2 separate regions of the Gasterosteus aculeatus genome follow, and region 2 is linked to region 1. The links are chromatin contacts, called in public Hi-C maps. All regions are on one chromosome and are shown on one strand. The core of a region is the stretch at or near the end of the contact, and the rest is flanking DNA. Distances in the headings are between cores, read along the strand shown.

Evidence for each region. A called contact is a pair of places that touch in the nucleus more often than the background predicts.
Region 2: a contact with region 1 is called in a Hi-C map of skeletal muscle, with 3 times the contacts expected there. The contact joins the enhancer-like site here to the promoter of creb1b in region 1. A contact is called at or near these places in 4 of 6 Hi-C or Micro-C datasets (skeletal muscle, tail fin and whole body).

What each region holds. Positions count from the first base shown.
Region 1 is chr16:4,149,522-4,155,725 of fGasAcu3.hap1.1, reverse strand. It overlaps creb1b (cAMP responsive element binding protein 1b), which reads left to right and starts at 3,869. Exons shown (of 8, transcript XM_040201116.2): 1 at 3,869-4,114. It overlaps LOC120833725 (a long non-coding RNA gene), which reads right to left. Exons shown (of 2, transcript XR_005714376.2): 2 at 5,341-5,699.
Region 2 is chr16:4,256,780-4,262,983 of fGasAcu3.hap1.1, reverse strand. No RefSeq gene overlaps it. Among protein-coding and RNA genes, the nearest start is that of klf7b, 12 kb to the right of the region's middle. Within about 2 kb of position 2,618, at least 2 of the 9 cell types and tissues checked have open chromatin away from gene starts, as enhancers often do.

The DNA of each region.
Region 1 (6,204 bases), core at 2,620-5,119:
GTTTCCTGCAGAGCACGCTGGCAGCTGAACGGGACTGTTGGAGGAGTCCGTCGTTATTCAACGGGGAGAGGAGACGGAGGAAGGAAGAAAGCAAACGAGAAGAGGAGACAAGGATAGACAGTGGACAGGGAGGGAGGGGCGATAAAGTACAGGCAGGAAATGAAACAAGGAGAAAGGGGGAAAGGAGCAGAGAGAAAATAATTAGAGAATGAACAGATGATCAGGAGGCAGGGGAGGAGGGAGAAGGAGAAGATCACTACAAGCACATGAAAGAGAAGAAGAAGAAAAGAGGATCGGAGGATGAGAGGCCGGTCGCTCTGTACCACGGGGGGGGGGGGGGCCCAGTGGGGGTGAGGGAGGTGAAGGGGGGGAAGGTGGGCTCCTCATCCCTCTCTCCTCCAACTGAGCCTCCTTCCTCAAGGTCAGTCTCTCACACACACACACACACACACACACAGGCAGGCAGGTTGGCAGACATGGCACACACACGCACACTCACACATGCACACACAGGCACACACACACTCACACACACACACGCACACTCACACATGCACACACAGGCACACACACACTCACACACACACAGGCACACACACACAGGCAGACACACGCATTTAGTGGAGCTGAAGTAGAAAAGGCGCCTTCTGCCTGCTTTTCTCTCTCTGACTCTGTACGAACCAGCCAAGTCTCAGTCAACCATCTGGAGATGAAAACACCATTCTTCCCACACACACTGAGTGTGTTTATGATAATAGACCAAATGCCTCTATTGATTCTTTCTGTGTCTGTGTGCATGTAGGATGTAGAAAATGTCCCTATACACACTTGTTTTGGGAACAAAAATCAGTCATTCACCCTATTATTGAGCCCGGCATGTGAAAACACGATATAATGGTTAAAGCTCCCGAACTTCATTGAATAAGACAGAATATTTAAAATATACATTTTTTCACCTGCCGTGAAGAAGATCCACCATCACGCCGGCACCAACAATGGCCAGCATGACCTCATGTCGTCAGAACTCTGGAAAATGATACAACAGTGCAGAGGAGACAGAGTCTGAGGATACAGACGCCGCCTCTGGCTTCGAGGGGATCATGAGGGATGATGTCGGCCAGTCAATGCATCGTTTTGTTAGAATATACGAGTCCTTCAGCTAATCTGAGTAGTTTTTTTTAGTGCCACCAGATCAGGAAACATGTGGTTCTGGAGGGGAAAACAACGTGTGTTGTCATTTGTCCAACAAGCCCCCCCCCCGCACTGTTCTTTCACCTCCAGCTGTTCCTGACCCCCCCGAGCGGATCTTTAAGCTCCGGCATTTAGTTTCCAAACATGGGCCACATTCAACTCCAGGAGCCGGTCCAGAGAACCAAGGCAACCGGGGGCGAGCCACGCGGCGGCGTTCACGCATCAGGTTGCTATGCCCACGTGCAACCAGAGCACCTCCAGGACTCACTCACACTCTCCAAGCCTCTGCAGGAATGAACACGTTCAGAGCAGATATTCTGCTTGTCTGAGGGGGGGGGGGGGGGTGGGAGGGGGGGGGGGGGGGGGGTCGTAGGGTTCGATAGACGTTATGTGCAGAAGCCTCTGTGCTCATTATGTGTCTCCTCTCAAGTTTATTACAGGTTTCCTCCTTGATTTATTGTCATATTTTCTAAATGTATTCTTACGGCTGGTATTAATTGTAATTGATATATGTTGCATAATGGCACTTAAGCGCACGGCATTAAACATGTGGCGCTCTTGTTTTTTTTTTTTATGTTGAATGTTAACTAAAGGACGACAATCCTGCAAAACCAGATGACAACTAAAAACCAGCCATGATGAAACCCCTAATGGGACGTGCTTCCTCCCCCGCCTCGTAAAATATTCCTCCTCTCCTCTTTGGGTCAAATTGCCGCCCCCCCCCCTCCTCCACCCACTCCCTCCCTCGCCCCATCCTTCATTTTTTTGAATTTCTTTTTTTCTCCAACTGGCTACAAATACGCTGCTTTTCATTACCCAGGCAGGGTCAATTCCCCAAACAATGTGTTCGGTGTCACAATAAAAAGGGTGTTCTTTACGGCGCATTGCAGTAAAATGCTATTAAACAGATAAAACACCGGCAACGAGCATCAGGAGGATTATAAAAGGAATTGCCTTGATAAACTCTGCGTATCTGCGCGATGACACGCCAGCAGCTCTCTCTCTCTCTCTCTCTCTCTCTCTCCTCCCTGTCGCCGGGGAGGAGGGGGGGGAGGCAGACCTCGGGAGCACATGGTCGGGGGGAGTTTGCACAGCACTGAGGCGCCGCCATCTGGGGAGACGAGGGAGAAGAGGAGAAAGTCAAAAAAACAGGCTCCATCTGTGTGCGGAATCCTGTCAAGACTGCATATGATGATATACACTCAGAGCCTTGGAAGGGAAAAAACATTGAAAATGAAATAATATCAACTGAAAACCTTTTGTTCTTGCTTGGGAATCCATGTCACATCTGAAGAATGATTATATTTATATCATATTTGTACCCGAGGCACGGTAATGCTGCCTCCAGCATTGGGTGTATTTTGAAACCAGGGGTTCCTTGAAGTAACCCATCCTGAGACGTACTGGTGCACACAATGGGGATCAGGTATGGCAGCAAATCTGATTCAAGACCCCGGTTGGTTGGAGGCGATAACTTGGTCAAATGTGCCACAATCCCATGAAATGACGGGATGCGCGTAGAGGCGCATTGCTTGAACGTGTTCCTGCAGCTCCTCGCCGCCGCTGTGTGCTTTGAAAAGGTCTCCTGCTTCCCTCTGGTGGTCACAGGGAGAGCGCCTTCACCGAGGCCCTGGTCACAGCAGACATTTTGACTTGGCATGAAACGCACAGGAGCCGCTAACAACGGCAGCGATGGAGCTCGCTTCGGTTCCAGGGTCGCTGTGAGCCAGAGACCACTTCCTGGACCCTGAAACTGCAGCAGCTAAATGGAATTCAGCCATTGTTCATTTGATTATTTACACTTGTGCTTTTGCTACTCTGAAATGTAAAAACGTCTTTTTTGTATTACAATTCTGCAAGTATCCATACAGCGTGGAGGCGTGTGGGTGGATAGCGTTGAATGTAGTGTCTGTGGAGGGGTCGGATACCAGGTTTGTGATCTGGATGATGAAGACCAGCCAGATGGTGCCATGGTGGCGGAGCGGTTAAAGCACCGTAACCTCACAGCGAGGGTCCTATTTCTGACCCAACAGGCCTGGTGGTTGAGTTTCCAACACGTGTGACCCCTCCTTTCTGCAGGTCTGTAATTGATTAGGCCACCCAACAACAAAACATGTATCCCCCCCCTTTGGTAACCGGTGCCTATAGCTCATATGGGTAAGACCAGTATACACTTATCTCATTCTGAAACATCTGCCTCGGTACAGGTTGATGCTGCGGATAACGGGGGGATACAAACACAAATTAAAATGGTCATTTCTCTCACCAGAAGCAATGTATTGGTTCCCCTTGATGATTTCCCACTTCACTGGAGACTTTCCAGTAGTGAAAGGAGAAGGCTGCCCAACCTTCTACTTACATGGAGGTATCAATAGTAAAACTACTTGTTCACACTCACAAAAGTACTTAAGATTATTTATAAGAATATATCACAATGTATTACCCGATTTATAGAATTACCGAGTACCTAGTGTTAATAAAAGAACGTGTGTAGAACTTGAATGTAGTATAAACATATAAATACTCATGAAACAGTACTTGATGAAATGTATTTAGTTACAAACCTCACTGAAATCGTCTACGCAATCAATACTAGTTTTACAATCTATCTATTTTTATTTGCCAGATTGTAAAAATGGTATAGTATATATTAAAAAGCGTTTCCTGTTATTAAAGTGAACCCATTCACGAGGCGGGAGGGGTTCGTTATGTTCCGCTCCTTTTCGGTATTTTCCGTTCTTCTCCGGCCCGACGTCGGCCATTTCCGGCCGGCGTCGCCTTCTGCTGTCTCGTCCTTCTCCAATCTCCGTGTTGTTGTTCCCGGTGACGCGGCGGAGGTGTAGCCTGACGCGGGCTCTTACGTGTCGGCCAGAATAAAAGTGGAGCTCCGGAGGCCCGGGAGTGACGAAGGGAGCCCGTACCGGTAAGGACGCAGCGGTGTCCGGGGCTCAGGGAGCGGCGTGCGAAGGGTCGGTCTGGTCGGGTTCGGCCCGAAGGAAACAAAGAGATCATGGCGCCGCGGTGTGTTTGGAGCAGGGTGGAGGGAGGGGAGGCTGCGGCGGTTTTGGAGAAACGGTGCAAACTGTGCGGCTTTTTCGTAACGACCCAGGAGGGACCGTTTGTGTGTTAACACGCTAGAAACCGTGAAAGCACTATAGTGGGTTTTTTTTTGGAGTCCCCTGTCAAAGTATGCTTTAATGCGCCGATTTATGCGCACATTTCTTGCGCCGTTTCCTAGATACACGGCGCATTGAACCCCGACCATCAGCGACACGCTCATTTATTTCTGCTTCTGGCGCGATTTAATTCGATGTTTCCGATTTTTTTTTGGTTTCCCGCTCACATTTACAACCGTCTCGTGTTTCCCATTCATTCACACTCCATATTAGAAATTGCGAGTTTTTTCCGCAGGACGTCGCGTTTGGTTTAAAAAAAAAAATGCCCGTCTTTACTTCATTTCCCCAAAACCCCCGTGGTTACATGTGCCCCGTCTCCCGGGGCCGGCGTGTGCGTCCCGGGGGGGCGGGCGGGGGGGGCGGCGCCCCGGCCACGTGGCTCACGCTGTCACACGAGTGATGTTTTGAAAAGCAGAGGGAGAAATGAGCAAAGCCAATCATGCAGCGAGGAGAGGAGCGACGCACCGCGCGTCCCCACGCGAGCACGCGCCCTGCCGCTCGAGGTCCGACCCGCGAGCCCTGAAGCTCCACGCGGCGATGAATGAGGAGTTTCACAATAAGAGCTTAAAGTGTCTTCTGGCTAGTTAGTCTCTCATATCTCGGCTTTGCTGGTGAATCCCGCAGCGTGTGATCAGTGGTAGAAAGTACATTTACTCCACGAGTACTATTCATGCACGCAAACTGGAACTCCGTGTTCCTCCTCTAAGTTTTCTCATATGTTCCCACAGCACATTCAGTATTGGTATAAATACCTGGATGTGAAATGCAATCCACTGTTACACAACCAACGACAACAACAAGAATGTCTGTGGAGGGAAATTTACACGTCTACAATAAATAAGCACTACAAGGTTCATAAATGTGGTTTTCATTTTTATGTCTCCATCTGAAACATCTGTTCTCATTACTTTTATTTTATTCTGTATTTCAAGTACTTTACTGTAAAAAAAAAATCTTAATATATATATTGAAACATACATGGAACTTTTATTTTAAAACATAATTTATTGCCAAATCGCTCTTCTCATTATTTCAGTAACGCATGAAAGGAGAAAAACAACATCCCGGTTGTAGTGATCACAGTTGCCACTTGCTTATCTTCATTAGGAGAGAAAAAGCTTGTTTATCGCGTCATCTGTGGCGCAGTAAACTGATAAAAGAGCTCAGCTGCAGAAATGGAACTATCCGATACGAATTTTCAACATCAGTCGTCATTGTTCTGAGCTGTTTTAACACATGTTGTGACATTTGGTCCAGCGCCATCCAGATCCAGATGTTGTCATCCAGTGCACACATTCGGCCATGACTCCATGCTGCGCTTCACCACTGCTGCTGTGGAGGTGCAGCAGAAGACAAACATTCACGTCAACGTTTCCCCATCGAGCAGAACATAAACAACAACCACGAAGATTTGATACGGTAACAGATCTGGCGACAGTTAGCAGGACGAAAGCATTCCTTCTGAACGAAAGAATACAAGAAGCTTTTCTTCAGACGTCTGAAGTTAATATTAAAGAGCCTGAAGACAGGAGTGAATCAGATTCAAAGCACGCTGCTCGGGAGCCTCCTCGCTCACCGTCCGTGATGGTGCAGGGAAGGGGGCACCGGTTGGGGGGGCTTCCGCTAGTTGAACGGTTGTAAATGTTCTCACTTTGGGACGCCGGGATTGGGGGTTGTGGTATCGTTGGTGACGATACGGTCGTTTGATTATTCCGCTTTAATTTATAGTGTGGTTGCTAAACCGGCGGTGTCTTTCATGTGCGCTTTAATATGGCGTGTCGGGGGGCTTTAGAGGAGCTCCTGTGCTGTGGCTTTAGGCCGATTCCCTTTTTCATAG
Region 2 (6,204 bases), core at 1,369-3,868, 110 kb before region 1:
TTATTCTGTCTTAAAAAGGTTTTTTTTTTGTTAATGTAAGCTCTGAATATATTTGGATGCATGTCCAAAGCATAGAAGGCCACGGCTGGGCTGTACAGATTTATCCTAACTTCTTGTGTTTAATCATTCAAGCGATAAAAGTTCATATGTATTTTTTTCAAAAAATATTTATTACTTTTTCAAATCGCAATTTAAGAATATTCAACACCCCCAGCAAATTGTCCAACCAATCAAAATAACGCAGCTTGTTTGATATCCTAAGCTCTCCAAACCGTAATGTGTAAAGGACTTACAAACACCCTTTGGTGCACATGTCAATGACAGGGTGTCAATGTACGCATTAAGAATAATGTCAATATCAAATATCAAAATTAGCTTTACAGTAAGACAACAAGACCACTTTTGGAAAAAAACCTTTACTGACAAAATGAATCCTGTTCACATCCACCGCTCTTAGCTGTACCTACAAAAAATGATGCTATTTTAATTTATACATACAAGCCATTCATATGTAATGAATGTGATTATGCAGAAAGTATAGCGAACATAAAAAGCCACACAGGAGGGGACCAACAGACACGAGTCGTTGCAGATCGCTGTTTGTGCCGCATGTGAAGCTATAACTTTGGTTAATTTACAAAAGACTGCATGCATGTAATGAACAAATATTTAGAAAATCCTTTTTGTATGATTTCATACAAACCGTTGTGTGACGATACATTGCTAGATGTGAGAAACGGTCTCCCAGACGATAGTCTGACCCGATGACCTCAGAGACGAGGGTTTGGTCCTCAGTCACTAATAGTGCTTCTTTTTAACTCATGACAAAAAAGGATTTGCACAGCTGATTTGTGCGGGTAGGTAACAACCGTGTTCAGTATCTGATCCTGCTTTTAAAGTCAAATTGGAGCAGAGCATGAAGACGTCTTGTGGCCGTCAAGGTCTGCTAACATCATGACAACCAAACCCCCGCCGGATGTCTTCAGTCGGCCTCTAACACTCCTTCTCTCCAACGGTTTTATGAAGGACTCAAATGAGTTTACTTCATTCATTAAATTTATATGGTTTCATCTTTCTCTATTGACTTTTTTGCTTCATTCCAACAAAACTCTTTTTAACCGTGTGTTCATATAAACATATGTGTAAATGTGGTTCCTAATAAGAATATCAAAGAGGAACCCACTGTTTGATTAATTAAAAAATACATTTAACATATCTTATTCTTGATTAATCATCCTCAGGTTCCAGCTCTGATTAGAGGATGAAATACTTTTCCTCTGTCTCCCCTTTAGTCCGTCTACATCGCAAAACCACGCACCACTGGTGTATCATTACGACACTGAGTGGGCTAAAAGGTTTCTTGGTAGAAAAAGACTCACACACTGAATCACAGACACACACACACAGGTTTTGTATTTCATGTTCTTATGTCGTTTGTGTTTTTTTTCGCCAGAAACTGAAAACATGGAATGACTTTATCCATTTTACTGTGAAATTATTCCTCTACCTCTGCTCTCTATCTGTTCTCTTTATCCTCTTTTTGTCTTTCTGATAGTTAACAGAGGGGACAAAGAGGAAAAAGAAACCAGAGTTCGGGGTAAAGGAAGAGTGAGGTGTCGATAGTCGCTGTTTGTGGTACTGATATATGAATATTAATAACTACCACAGTTGTAGCTATAGTAGTAAAAAAAGGGTCAGTTTTAGAAGTAATAATCGTAGTAGTGTAAGTACGAGTACCAATGAAGTAATAGTGGTAGTAGCATGGTGGTAATAGAAGCTGTTGTAGTAATAGTTGTTAGCATTCATAAATGTTCGTCAATAACAACAGAAAACCGGTCAGTTGTAGTGCTGGTGATGGTGAAAGTAGTAGTAGGTGGAGTACTTTTAGTTACCATACCTGCTGTAGTACTAGTGGGATATGAGGGCGCAGTAGAGAGAGAAGGAGAAGAACTAGTGGGAGGAGCAGGAATGGTTGGAGAACAAAAGTAGTAATGGTAGTAGGGGTAGTGGTCATAGTGGTAATAGTAGGAGTGGTAGGACTAGTAGTAGTAATGGTAGTGGGGGTAGTGGTAATAGTGGTAATAGTAGTAGTGGAAGGGCTAGTAGTAGTAGTGGTAGTAGGGGTAATGGTTATTGTGGTAGTAGTAGGACTGGTAGGGCTAGTAGTAGTAATGGTAGTGGGGTAGTGGTCATAGTGGTTATAGTAGTAGTGGAAGGGCTAGTAGTAGTAATGGTAGCAGGGGTACTGGTCATAGTGGTAATAGTAAGAGTGGTAGGGCTAGTAGTAGTACTGGTAGTAGGGGTAGTGGTCATAGTGGTTATAGTAGGAGTGGTATGAATAGTAGTAATGGTAGTAGGGGTAATGGCTATCGTGGTAGTAGTAGGACTGGTAGGGCTAGTAGTAGTAATGGTAGTAGGGGTAGTGGTCATAGTGGTTATAGTAGGAGTGGTATGAATAGTAGTAATGGTAGTAGGGGTAATGGCTATCGTGGTAGTAGTAGGACTGGTAGGGCTAGTAGTAGTAATGGTAGTAGGGGTAATGGTCATCGTGGTAGTAGTAGGAGTGGTAGGGATAGTAATAGTAATGGTAGTAGGGGTAGTGGTCATAGTGGTAATAGTAGTAGTGGAAGGGCTAGTAGTAGTAGTGGTAGTAGGGGTAATGGCTATCGTGGTAGTAGCAGGACTGGTAGGGCTAGTAGTAGTAATGGTAGTAGGGGTAATGGCTATCGTGGTAGTAGCAGGACTGGTAGGGCTAGTAGTAGTAATGGTAGTAGGGTTAGTGGTCATAGTGGTAATAGTAGGAGTGGTATGAATAGTAGTAATGGTAGTAGGGGTAGTGGTCATAGTGGTTATAGTAGGAGTGGTATGAATAGTAGTAATGGTAGTAGGGGTAATGGCTATCGTGGTAGTAGTAGGAGTGGTAGGGCTAGTAGTAGTAATGGTAGTAGGGTTAGTGGTCATAGTGGTAATAGTAGGAGTGGTATGAATAGTAGTAATGGTAGTAGGGGTAGTGGTCATAGTGGTTATAGTAGGAGTGGTATGAATAGTAGTAATGGTAGTAGGGGTAATGGCTATCGTGGTAGTAGTAGGACTGGTAGGGCTAGTAGTAGTAATGGTAGTAGGGTTAGTGGTCATAGTGGTTATAGTAGGAGTGGTATGAATAGTAGTAATGGTAGTAGGGGTAATGGCTATCGTGGTAGTAGCAGGACTGGTAGGGCTAGTAGTAGTAATGGTAGTAGGGTTAGTGGTCATAGTGGTAATAGTAGGAGTGGTATGAATAGTAGTAATGGTAGTAGGGGTAGTGGTCATAGTGGTTATAGTAGGAGTGGTATGAATAGTAGTAATGGTAGTAGGGGTAATGGCTATCGTGGTAGTAGTAGGAGTGGTAGGGCTAGTAGTAGTAATGGTAGTAGGGTTAGTGGTCATAGTGGTAATAGTAGGAGTGGTATGAATAGTAGTAATGGTAGTAGGGGTAGTGGTCATAGTGGTTATAGTAGGAGTGGTATGAATAGTAGTAATGGTAGTAGGGGTAATGGCTATCGTGGTAGTAGTAGGACTGGTAGGGCTAGTAGTAGTAATGGTAGTAGGGTTAGTGGTCATAGTGGTAATAGTAGGAGTGGTATGGATAGTAGTAATGGTAATAGGGTTAGTGGTCATAGTGGTAATAGTAGGAGAGGTATGGATAGTAGTAATGGTAGTAGGGGTAATCGTCACATAATAATAGTCAATGTAATGTTGATACTACCCTTCTGTCGTTACCTATTGAAGAAGGTGGTGATTGGTTAGGGTTAGGGTTAGTGCAGTGGAGGTAGTAGGAATTGAAGTGTGCGCGGGAGAAAAGCAAATAAAGGTACTAGTAGGTGTAATAGTAGTTGGCTGGTTGTAGATCTAAAAAAAATAAGAATAAAACCTGATTAAGGTTTATCATTGAATGTTGAATATTGAAGATATTGCATGAGAGCGTGTTAAGGGCTTCTCATGGGCTTTCGTAGTATCGACCCATACTTCACCAGCTCCCCACCCCCATAACACACACACAGACACACACACACACACACACACACACAAACACACGCGCACACTTGCCATCTCCTTCCGGACTCCCTCCTCCTTCCTGTCTCCCTTCCTCTTTTCTTCCAGTGGCAGACTTAGCTGTGGAAATCAATAGGGAAAATGTCCTGAAACAGTCGATCTAGGAGCCATCTGGCCCTTGTTGTCCTCGGAGACCGGCAGCATGTCCCCCTGGGGGACAAGACAGGCGAAGAAGAAGCTGAGTGAGTAAGCGCAGGAGAGAGGCAGAGAGGGAGGGAGAGAGAGAGAGGAGCTCAAGCAGACAACCTCACAAAGCAAGTGTTAACTCACTAGCATGCAAATTGCGGGTGTGGGCAACACATGGCTGTTACATAAGAGAAGGAAATGTGCGGATTAAAATCATGCAATTTCCATAAAGTTTCAGTCGTTCATTTTGACCTCATAGTAATACCACCTCTATCCGTACAAGCTATTTGTCCAACTCTAAAACCAAGTGGCAGCTGTCAGAATCACAAAGTTATAGCAGTTTTATGAAAAAAAGGTTTTATATAAATACACTGCATGTATTATAATTATTCTCCCATTAGCTTATTTTCTCATTGCACAGCTTCTGTGCAGCTTGTTTTAAAGAGCTTTTATCCAATCAGATTCAGCCCCTGCGGTTGTATGTAAGAGAGGTCTGAGATCCTCTAGGTACCTTTTTTTTAAACATTAAAGTATATGATTTTGTAGGTATTGAGCCTCATGTGACTTTTTATTTCACTTTAAATGTCACAGTGTTAACAAATAATAACCTGTAACTGTGGCGTCAAACTGAGGTTATTAGGCTATTCAACAGATGGAAAAAGAGGAATTATGAAGGCCAAATGAAGCAACAGAAGGAAAAGTATTAAAGAGAAAGGGGCGATAGAATCACAGGGAGAAATAAAGGGATGAGAAGTGGGATGTCTGCAGAATAGAAAACTTGGTGGTCAAGTAACAATTTCCTGGTTAACAAACCAAAGAGAGGAGACGTGTTCCTGTTCTTGTCCGTGTTACAGTTCAAGCAGTCACAAGTGTATTGAAAAACAGCTCACTGATCACATGGTCACATCAACAGCGATTTACAGCATGAATGGAGGATTCACTTCACTTCAAGACACTTAAGGGCAAACAGCTATAAGGATCTAAAGTTGTATTTTGAGATATAAAAATCCCACAAAACCACACACAAAACTGTGAGCTCATTTCAAACTCTTTATGATAAAGTGCATTCATTTAAAGTCCCTTGATCGTGATATTGTAAAGAAGTAAAACTCACTGGAACAGGAGGACAATTTTTTGAGAATCATCAATTATTGACGAAGTCACTGCTTTCTGAGTAGTAAAATGAATCCCATTTGAACACCTTTCATGTACCATATGTTCACTCGCCCCAAGTTGTCCATATACTTTATTGATGGGAATAAATAAATGCATTTGGGCAGAGTTCACGTATTATATCATGCATTTAATTTATTCTAATCAGCAAAACATTAACTCTCTTATTTCATTCCATGTTGTAAGTAGGCTACAATTATCAGAACTTGACGGTTCTCACTTGTGGCTCAAACGTGTACTGCAGATATGAATGTTCAATTGTAGAAATCCTGCGGATGTATTTTGGTCCCTTCAAAATACTTTGTGCTACTTATAGCAGCAGTGGATCACCGTAAAGCAGGGTAAGGACACATTGTCTGCATATCTGAAAGTATAACAAATTGGGAAGGCATCACCCAAATGTTAAAAACTTGAGTAACGTCGGCGGCGCCTGACTGTCATCTTATTTACCACACTAATATGAGTGAGAAACATCTGTAAGAATACGTGTTCAAGATTTGGAGCCTGGTCGGGGTTATCAAAAATTCAGCCGAATAACTTCTCTCGTTCTGGAAAATTTATTTGTCAGATCACAGGTCAAGTATCAGCGCTGCGTTTGCAAAGGCAGGAGCAGTTCAGGCAGCACACAGGCCAGAAGAACAACTAACTAACATCAGCAAGAACATCATGTTTTATAACCCTTGAAAGACAGAGAAGGAAATATTTCTATTGGCCCTAAACTGGCGTAGAGGAGGACCTTCCACCTCCCGCATCTAAGATCCGGTCACATCCAATGTCCAGACTCCTGACTTAACGTAAACATCGTAAACAGAG